Linked DNA regions of Danio rerio: region 2 is linked to region 1. Evidence: chromatin contacts called from public Micro-C data. All regions are on one chromosome and are shown on one strand. Each heading gives the region's core, a stretch centred on a gene start, on an enhancer-like site or on the middle of the called end of the contact. The rest is flanking DNA. Distances are from core to core; before and after follow the strand shown.

What was found. A called contact is a pair of places that touch in the nucleus more often than the background predicts.
Region 2: a Micro-C map of caudal fin shows a contact between it and region 1, with 5 times the contacts expected there. The contact joins two enhancer-like sites. A contact is called at or near these places in 1 of 18 Hi-C or Micro-C datasets (caudal fin) and 2 of 4 datasets of contacts at active chromatin or transcription factors (caudal fin and embryo).

What each region holds. Positions count from the first base shown.
Region 1 is chr10:32,126,651-32,131,038 of GRCz12tu, reverse strand. The region is part of intron 9 of auts2a (activator of transcription and developmental regulator AUTS2 a); the gene reads left to right. Among named protein-coding and RNA genes, the nearest start is that of cxadr, 120 kb to the right of the region's middle. Within about 2 kb of position 1,793, at least 8 of the 62 cell types and tissues checked have an H3K27ac peak or open chromatin away from gene starts, as enhancers often do.
Region 2 is chr10:32,819,901-32,824,288 of GRCz12tu, reverse strand. The region is part of intron 1 of auts2a (activator of transcription and developmental regulator AUTS2 a); the gene reads left to right. Among named protein-coding and RNA genes, the nearest start is that of auts2a, 35 kb to the left of the region's middle. Within about 2 kb of position 1,893, at least 13 of the 62 cell types and tissues checked have an H3K27ac peak or open chromatin away from gene starts, as enhancers often do.

The DNA of each region.
Region 1 (4,388 bases), core at 544-3,043:
TTAGATAAAAACTAAAATCCTCAACATCTAAATTCTTCATCTAAAATATGGCTGGATAAACATAAAAACTAGGGATGCAACTGATCACAGTTGATCTGTGATTCGTACAGATCACAACCCACTGTTCGGAACACACAACCAGCAAATTAATACAGTTTTTTTTACTTGTAGAATGATTTTGTATGTATCGATCACAGAAAGATCGCTTCTCGTGTCATTCAAATCACAAATGGAAGAAGTTGTGGTGGTTGTGGTTCTCAGAATGTAGTGGGTTTTTTAGGTTATTAAAGGTGTTTTCTGTCACTGCTTGTTTAATGCATTCAGTGTAACCTGCACGATTGATCATTGAAAGATCAGGATCTCAACACCCATGCAACATAAATTGTAAATTATGTTGATTTGCATATGTTTATTAATTCTTCGAATCGCTGCGTTCAAATCTGAAAATGCAAAAATCAAGGAAAAAATTTAGTCTTTAGTCTTGAGATAGTAATGAAGTTACAAACAGTCAAGTAACACAAAAGCATTTGAATAACAGTTTATAGTTTTGATATAACCACTGATGTTTATGGTAAAGATTACAATCACCGTCACATGCATTTAATGATGCTTAAAAATGAAATATGTAGGCAACAATTACATTATTTAGACAATAGGTGGCGACAACCAACCATCAAAAATATGCCACTGAATAATTCTTCAAAAATGACACATCTAACAATGAAACATAGTTTTATGAGTGAATAACTGAATCCTCTACTGAAAATGAGACAAAAAATAAATATGGGTTGTACATATTATAATGTTAGATATAAACATTTAGCATCATCAGAAACAGCAGTTGTAACAGTGAATTTTTCACAGGACTGAATATTTTACTGTTTATTTTTATTCAGCTGATTATTTATTTTATTTTTAATAATATTACAGGTTTTATGTTCTGTTTGTTATAGCCAAAGGTGTCTTGCAGTACTGTTTTTGTAATAAATAGAAAGCAAATTACATTTGTCTCCTCCCCTTTTTGGCTGATCCGAAAAATAGTCCAATCCGTGACTAATAAAACCATAACGTGATCTGAAATGTGAGATTTGTGATCTGTTACACCACTAATAAAAACATAACATTTTTACATCTGCAATATTTTATTAATGCAGAAAAGTGTTCATGTAATGATCTTGGGCCATTTTGTTGCTTGGCAACAGCCTAAAGTTGAGCTAACACCCGGTCTACACTGGAAATGAGCATCTCGTCACAGCTTGACAGTCGTAGACCTATTTTATTATGATCGACAAAGCTGTTTTCTGGCCTGGTAAATGCCACTCTCATCTAACATTAGTATCTCATCTCTTACACAGACTCTCAAGGTTGTCTGTTCGCGTTGCCTTGTTCTATGCTGAGTAACCAATTGAAATGAATGATTGATGAAGTCAAAGCTTCCTGTTCTTTTTATTTTTCCTCTGAGGATCAATGAAAAACATCTTTCTTTATCTGTTTTTGTAGAAGTTATTTTACCAATCAGCTCCGCTAGCTTTCCACAAGCTAAACTAGAAGTATATCAGCAATATCGACATACTTCTGTAGATATGTCTTTTATCGTTTCTATAGAGACAGGCTGTAATTTATGGCTTGTTAAAATGTGTGTGATGAAAGATGGGCTGTAATTCATAGCGCACTGTGTTTGTAGTCTGCAGTGATGTCTCATCCCCTGACACACAAACACATAGAGGTTAACACACCATGGGCAACATCCAGATTTACTGCCCAGGGCCAGCAAACAATAGCACCACCCACTCTCAGACAGACTGCCCAGTGATGCGTGAGTGTGTGTGTGTGTCTCCTCACGTATGAGTAAGCATTGTTGTATAACCATATGATTATTGTTTTTCCAGCAGGCTTACTGTAAGTGGTTTTATTGCCACAGGGAACGGGAGTGTGTTTTAAAACAGCTTTAACTAGAGTCACACATTAGCGATGCTGGGAGGAGAGGTGGAGATGCAGTGAAAAAAATGATGAATTGGAAGTCAGACAGTCATTTAACGCTATCCATCATCTCAGGCCGTTCCGCTTGTAGTCATAACACGAACACACTCCTACACTCTCTCTCAATCTGTCCCTCTCTCTCAAAGAGGTCATTCCGAGGTTGTTCCCAAACCCCAGAGGTTGAAGGACTAAAGTAAATTCATCCATCTTGGTGACTGGAGGAAAGAGAGGAAGAAAGAGGGGCCAGGGAGACAAGAGACATTGTGTAAACACTGCTATATCCGACATGCCATGCTAAACGCAGGGAGTCTGGAAGCCATCAAGCTAAATAAAGGTCAAGTACAAACATTTAAATGGGCCACACTCCAGAGATAAAAGTATCGCCTACTGAGGGCCACAGGGCAACTGCTAGCAATGCTTTTTGACTTCTTCATCAGAGATGAACTGGGAAAAGTTTCTTGAATCACTCGTCGCGTCACCGGTAATCTTTGCCGTTTATAACATACACATTATCATGTAAATAAATACACGATATTCAAACATTAACAATTTTCAATCACTGGAAGTTTAGAAAAGATACTAGTTGTTATTTCTGCTTAATCTTAAAAGTCTGTATTTAAAATATCTGGTAGTGGACAGAAGGTAGTTCACAGACATAAATGAACGACAAACTGAAATTCATGCTGTGGTCGAAACACAGTGTGATGAATAATCACATAAGCTTTTGGTTACTGTTTCCTCTGTGATGACCATTTATTTTGTTTTTTCTCCCCTCATTTTCTTTCTTTTCAGCTATAAATTTTATATAATTTCCCAGATCTTTACATTTTTTTTGTTGAGGTATGCATATGGAAGTTAGAGTGTGCACAGTGCATTCACACAGAAGGTGGTGAGAGCGTCAAAGTTCGCTCTGGTCACCCTGGTGACAACGCTGTCTGCTTTCACAGCTCTCGGTACGAGAGCGTCAAAATTCACTACATTGATGTCGTATTTAAAGGAGCCATTGCAGCATATCAGCAAATCAGTTACATTTCCACATTAAACATGCTTTCTAGCTTGAAAATGTTGCGCACTTCTTACCAAATTTATTTAACAATGGAAGGTCAAGTTGCATGTGCTGTGGCTTTGCTCCACTTATCCAATATGTGTCCATATGCCTGAAATATTCTGAAGCACCAATACTGCTTTGTACTGTCACATGAGATTCCCGCTTTTTTAAAGAAAAAAATATAACATTAATGCACATCAGTAACTCGCCAGTAACACTTTTTTAATGTATGTCCCTGTAAGAAAACATTGTAAATAATTGGATTGGATTGGTTCCATTGGGAACAACTGTGGTCGGAATCAAAGTTCACAGTGACTGTGATCTCTGGACTTCTCTCAAGCGGTGGACTTTTACCCTCCGATTGCTTGCCGCCAAACCACGTCATAGCTAATTACCATAAAATTCATTCAATTTTAACTCTCCTCGACGCCCACAACGAAGAAGACGTGCTGCGCTGCTTATCGATACTAGCTCCCCGGCTCCTTTGACACTCTTGCCGCTTTTGGTGTGAACGCACAGTAAGAGATATGGCAGAATGATTTAACCTGGAATCAAAATCCTAATTAATTCAACATTTTAACTTGATTACAATTAATAAACAATTATTTTATTTATTTATTTAATGTTTTTATGTAGTTTATGTGCGCGGGTATGAGAAGGCTGCATCGGACCGTATGCATGTGCTTGGCATAAGTATAATATCAGAATAAAATAATTAATATAAATCATAACAGAAGTATAAATTAGCCTTAACAGAGCAGGGTGGCGTGACTCCACACATGAAGACCTGGAAAAATTTGATTGCTTATAGTTCTGTGCATATTTGTCAATTTCAGTTACTTTTTAATTAATCGCCCAGCTCTAGTAAGAGAGTCCTCTGGACAGTCGGTGATCCACTTAAAAAGGTTTCATAGAAACGTGTGTGATCATTGGATAAACAGAGCACAAATACCTCAACACATGGTCTTGACTGTGTTAAACTTAGAAAGGTTCATGCCCTTGCCCTCAAGCACAGAGTCAGTAGGTCAAATGTCAAGCTTCAGGTTTTAGCACCATTTCCTACTGATCTGGCATCAATTCGGCTATCTGAATCCTTTGAGGATTTGACCGTATATCAGATCATGCTTATCTTTTTGTATGTTTACTTCACCCCAGCACCTCTTGAACAAATTTGAGGCGAGTCTGTCCACATTTAAAGATTGTGGTTGTGTGTTTGATGGTTTTCATGCCTTGCTGTGCATTTGTAGATAAATGTAATCTGCTCAATCTCTTTCTCAATAATCCATCGAAATATTGATTAAAATGCAGTCCCATGTGAATGATCAATGCAGGATTAGATCAACAGCTTAAGCGGTCAAGC
Region 2 (4,388 bases), core at 644-3,143, 690 kb before region 1:
CTGACAAAAGTCTTGTCGTTGATCCCAATTGTAAGTGCAACAAATATTAACTCGACTTCTAGTTGATAATTAGGAAAAGTGGAAGAAGGTAGATTTTTCCGATGAATCATCTGTTAAACTGCGTCCTTATCATTACAAACAACATACTGCATAAGACGTATTGGAACTCGCATGGCTCTAAGATTCACACAGAAATCAGTCAAGTTTGGTGAAGGCAAGGTCATGATTTGGGGGTTACAATTTGTATGGGGGCGTGCGAGAGATCTGCAGAGTGGATGGCAACAAAAGCCTGAGGTATCAAGACATTTGTGCTGCTCATTACATTACAAACCACAGGAGAGGGCAATTTCTTCAGCAGGATAGCACTCATCATACTCCAGCTTCCACATCAAAGCTCCTGAAAACAAATAAAACAAATCTGGGGTAAGATTGAGGAGGAGGCATTGAAGATGTATCCAAAGAATCTTGATGAAGTTTGGGAAGAACGCTTGCTTTGCCATTCCAGATGACATTATTAAAAAGTTATTTGATTCATTGCTGAGATGTATGGATGCAGTCTTCCAAGGTCATGAGAGTCAATATAATTTTTTTCCACCATGGCATTATATTCTTTATTATTTATGTTAAGTGACTACTTTTGTCTAAGCAAAGTCAGACCTTACTGTCCTAGTTAAATAAATAAAAATCAAGGCAGGATTATATTTTATTTGGTAAAATAAGCGTAATCTAGAGCCTTTTGCCTTTCATATAAGCCACTTCTGACACTAAATGATCAACTAGAAGTCAAGTTATTACTTGTTTTTCCTAAATCTTGGATAGGTGACTTTTGTCAGGTAGTGTAGTATATTCACCAGAATTGTAACACCAAACATACAGTAGAAATTTACAATACAGTAAACTGTGCCATATTTCATTAATTTATACAATGCAAATACGCCAGTTTAAAGTACTACCATTTACATTTTACCTTTGTAAACATGGACAAGATCACCACTAAAAGCTCATCACAAACAATTTTTTTTCTATAAACACATTCCTTCTACATAAACTAATATGTAGAAGGTGCTCGGTGCCATTCCCACAACTACTAAACACCATCATGATAACACACATGACGCCAAAGTAATGTAATAACTATTTTTATTAACATTAAATGTTACATGAGCTCTACTATACACAACTGTTGACAAAAACATAGTTGTAAAAAAAGTAAAGACATAGTAATGTCACACAGAAAACATAAAAAGTGAAGTATATAAGGAAACAGACTTTTACCCTAGCATTGTTACTGTTTTCTTGCTAAAATAACTGCCATTTTTTGTGTTGGTATAAGAAGGAAAGCAATGTAAATACTTAGGTTTTTCCACATTGTTTTTCCCAATGTAAAGGTTTTTAAAGAATATTTATCTTTTGTTTTCTGCATAGATCTGCATTTGCCTCATTTTATTCACCAACCACATATATAATGATATTTCACAACACTACTCTTCTTTTCTAGATTAGATTTAAACGACCCAGGTTTAGTCATGCATATAAAAAACTCTACTTCAATGATAAAGTCTTGAACTTTCCCCTCAATATTTAGATTTATCCTCCAGACATTAAGTTAGGACTTTTATGTGCAGTATTCTATATAATGTCCACATGTGACTTCCACATCTGGCACTGGCTCGGTCGACAAAAAAGGACTTGTAAGTGAAGGTGTGAACAAAAGCCTTAAGTGGTACTTGTGTGATTCTGTTATTTAAGCTCTCCTCACCTTTTTCGTCAGTTCTCCCAGCAGTCTCTTCTGCTGGTGCCTGTGCCTCTCAGCAGCTCTCCATCCATCCATCTATCCGTCCCCATGGGTCTCCTTACATTCCTGTAGTGATAAGTCACTCTTGGCTCTTATTTCCCACTGCTACCCCTGTGGAAAACGCACTCCAGACAAACACACATGGACATGGTTATGTGTACCGGAGGCCATGTAATTCGACCAGCTTCCTTTTGATTTGAACTCCAACCCCCCCTTTTTCCCCAGGATCAAACACGCGTCGTTTGAGCCGTTGTTGGTTCAATGAAGGTTCAGTGTCAGTCTGTTTGGCTTGAGGTCTTCACCCTGGTAGAAATGTCCTCGAGGAGGGTATTATTAGCAGGCATTTGTACCTCTGAAAGAAGAGATCACAGGTATGCGAGACCACCTACTTCTACAATTCAATGCAACAAAAAAGACCTCCATTCTGTGTGGGCAGAGAGAAAGGTTATCCTGAATGGGCAGAGTGTTTTGTTAAAGCAGGTTCGGAGGAAAAGCTTTTGAGGCTGTAAAATCAAGCCTACTGTCAGTGATTATAGGAAAAGGAATGGCTCATGTGGATTCACTTTGGGTCAGTGCTTTGGATGAAGAGATGTGTTTCAAAAATGAAAACCCCTGTTTTTTTTTTTCAGTAATACAGCGTAAACTTGTATTTTACCTACTTGCAAATTAATATTACGTTTACATTTAGTCAAATAGCAGACACTTCTGTCCAAAGCAACTCACAGTTGAGGAGGCATTCAGTGATTCAACAAGAAGAGGCAAAACACACGAAGAAGTGTTAATTTAGTGCTAGGGAAGGAAAGAGTGAGCGAGAGAGTTTTACAGGTGGTTTGTCAAGCCCACTCACCTGGGTGAAGCACACTTCTTAAATGCAGAATCATGCAATTTTTTATTATATGAAGTGATTGTAAGAAAGTGTGTGGTGCAAAAAATGGTGCAAGTGTTTTTTAAAATGTCAGAGAGATGTGTTTTCTACAGGTGGTTTGTCAAGCCCTCTCACCTGTGCGAGGCACGCTCAGAAATAATGATGTCATGGAGACCATTACGACTGTGTAAGAGTTTTCTCTCGGTTATTTATGTGCCATTGAGTTTTTAATCATAGTTAGTCAGTTATGAACTGTTCATCAAAGCTGTAGTCGTGTTTTTGACATGCCGTATAATGGTTAAATTGATAAACTCAAAGGTGCCATTTTTAAATGTTGTTCCCACCCTACAGTATATTAAATGGCCTTAACTAATATGCACTTGCACTGAAATTAATCATTCATTACAATGTACTTATAGTGTAATACAAAAAAATTGCATTGTACTTATGCTTGATTAAATATCAGCTACTTTTAAAATGAGAGTTATAATTACACTGTCCTTTCCCTAACCTTACCCATATCCCACCTCAAGAGCACGACACATGTTCTGCAATACATGATGACATGATGTAAGTACATAGTAGATGGGGCACTTAACATAAAGCGGGACCAATCCCAATTCTATTTTTGTACCTGTCCCCTTTGGCCCTTGAAACAGAATGTAAAAGGGAAGGGCATCAAAATTTACCCCTAAGAAATGGGACACAGCTACAACACCTGTACACTTTATCATATGTCATTGCGATCTTCTGCTTAATATGAGATTGACAATCGCTACTGCTGTAGTTATTCCGGTTGCGTTATTTTTTGGTATTTATCTTCAGGAAATCAGTGAAGGAAACAATATCATGTTTTCACAACGATGTAATGTGGCAATAGGATTGTAACTGTATTGGGAATACTGTATGTAAACACACAAAAACAACATTAACATTAATAGCAGACACTGCAAACAGGTCATTCCCAGCCACTAGACTTTTCTGACAGGGTATTCGAATGTCATATGTGTAAGCATGTTGTGGCCATGGGACTATAAAGGAGTTATTATTTAAGATTAGATAGCAAAATTTAGCAGTTTATTTTTAAAAGCATGTTGGTAAACAGGCATGTGCAGAGACTTTCCAATTGGCATGTGCTGCATTGTAGATGAGGGGAGGTTTGGGACAATTGCGAGCTGAAGAGCAGGGGCACTTAGGTTCATTGTGGAAGGGCACTTTCTATCCATGACTAAAAAGGGCATGTGCATGGGGTTGAGCCCTATGCCTGTTGGTAAAACACAAATGCGGTTATGAATGCATTAAAACATAAGCTTGTTTGTTGTAGAAATTTGTATTAAGGACAAAAAATACTAATTTGTGCATCTCCTGACTTCCGTGTGCAGCCATGCTGCCATTGTAGATGGTGTAAAAAAAATTTGTGTCCCTTGGTTTCAAGTGTGATCCTGAAAAATCTCAGTTTCAAGGGCTATCTAGCTCTTCTCCTTAGCCCTACACCTTCAAGCTAAAGAGAATTGGGAAGGGCTAAGAGATAGAATTGGGATTGGGCCTATACACAAATCTATACACGTTTGCCTGTTTTACTGTATACCGCTTCATTTTTACAAATAATCCTTTCTACACTTTTCGTTTTTACATGTGATCTAACAGATCGTCTTTGCATTTCCAGAAGGAGATCCAGAAGTCTTGTGATAGGGCTTCCCTTACATCCAACACACAGATTGCCATAAA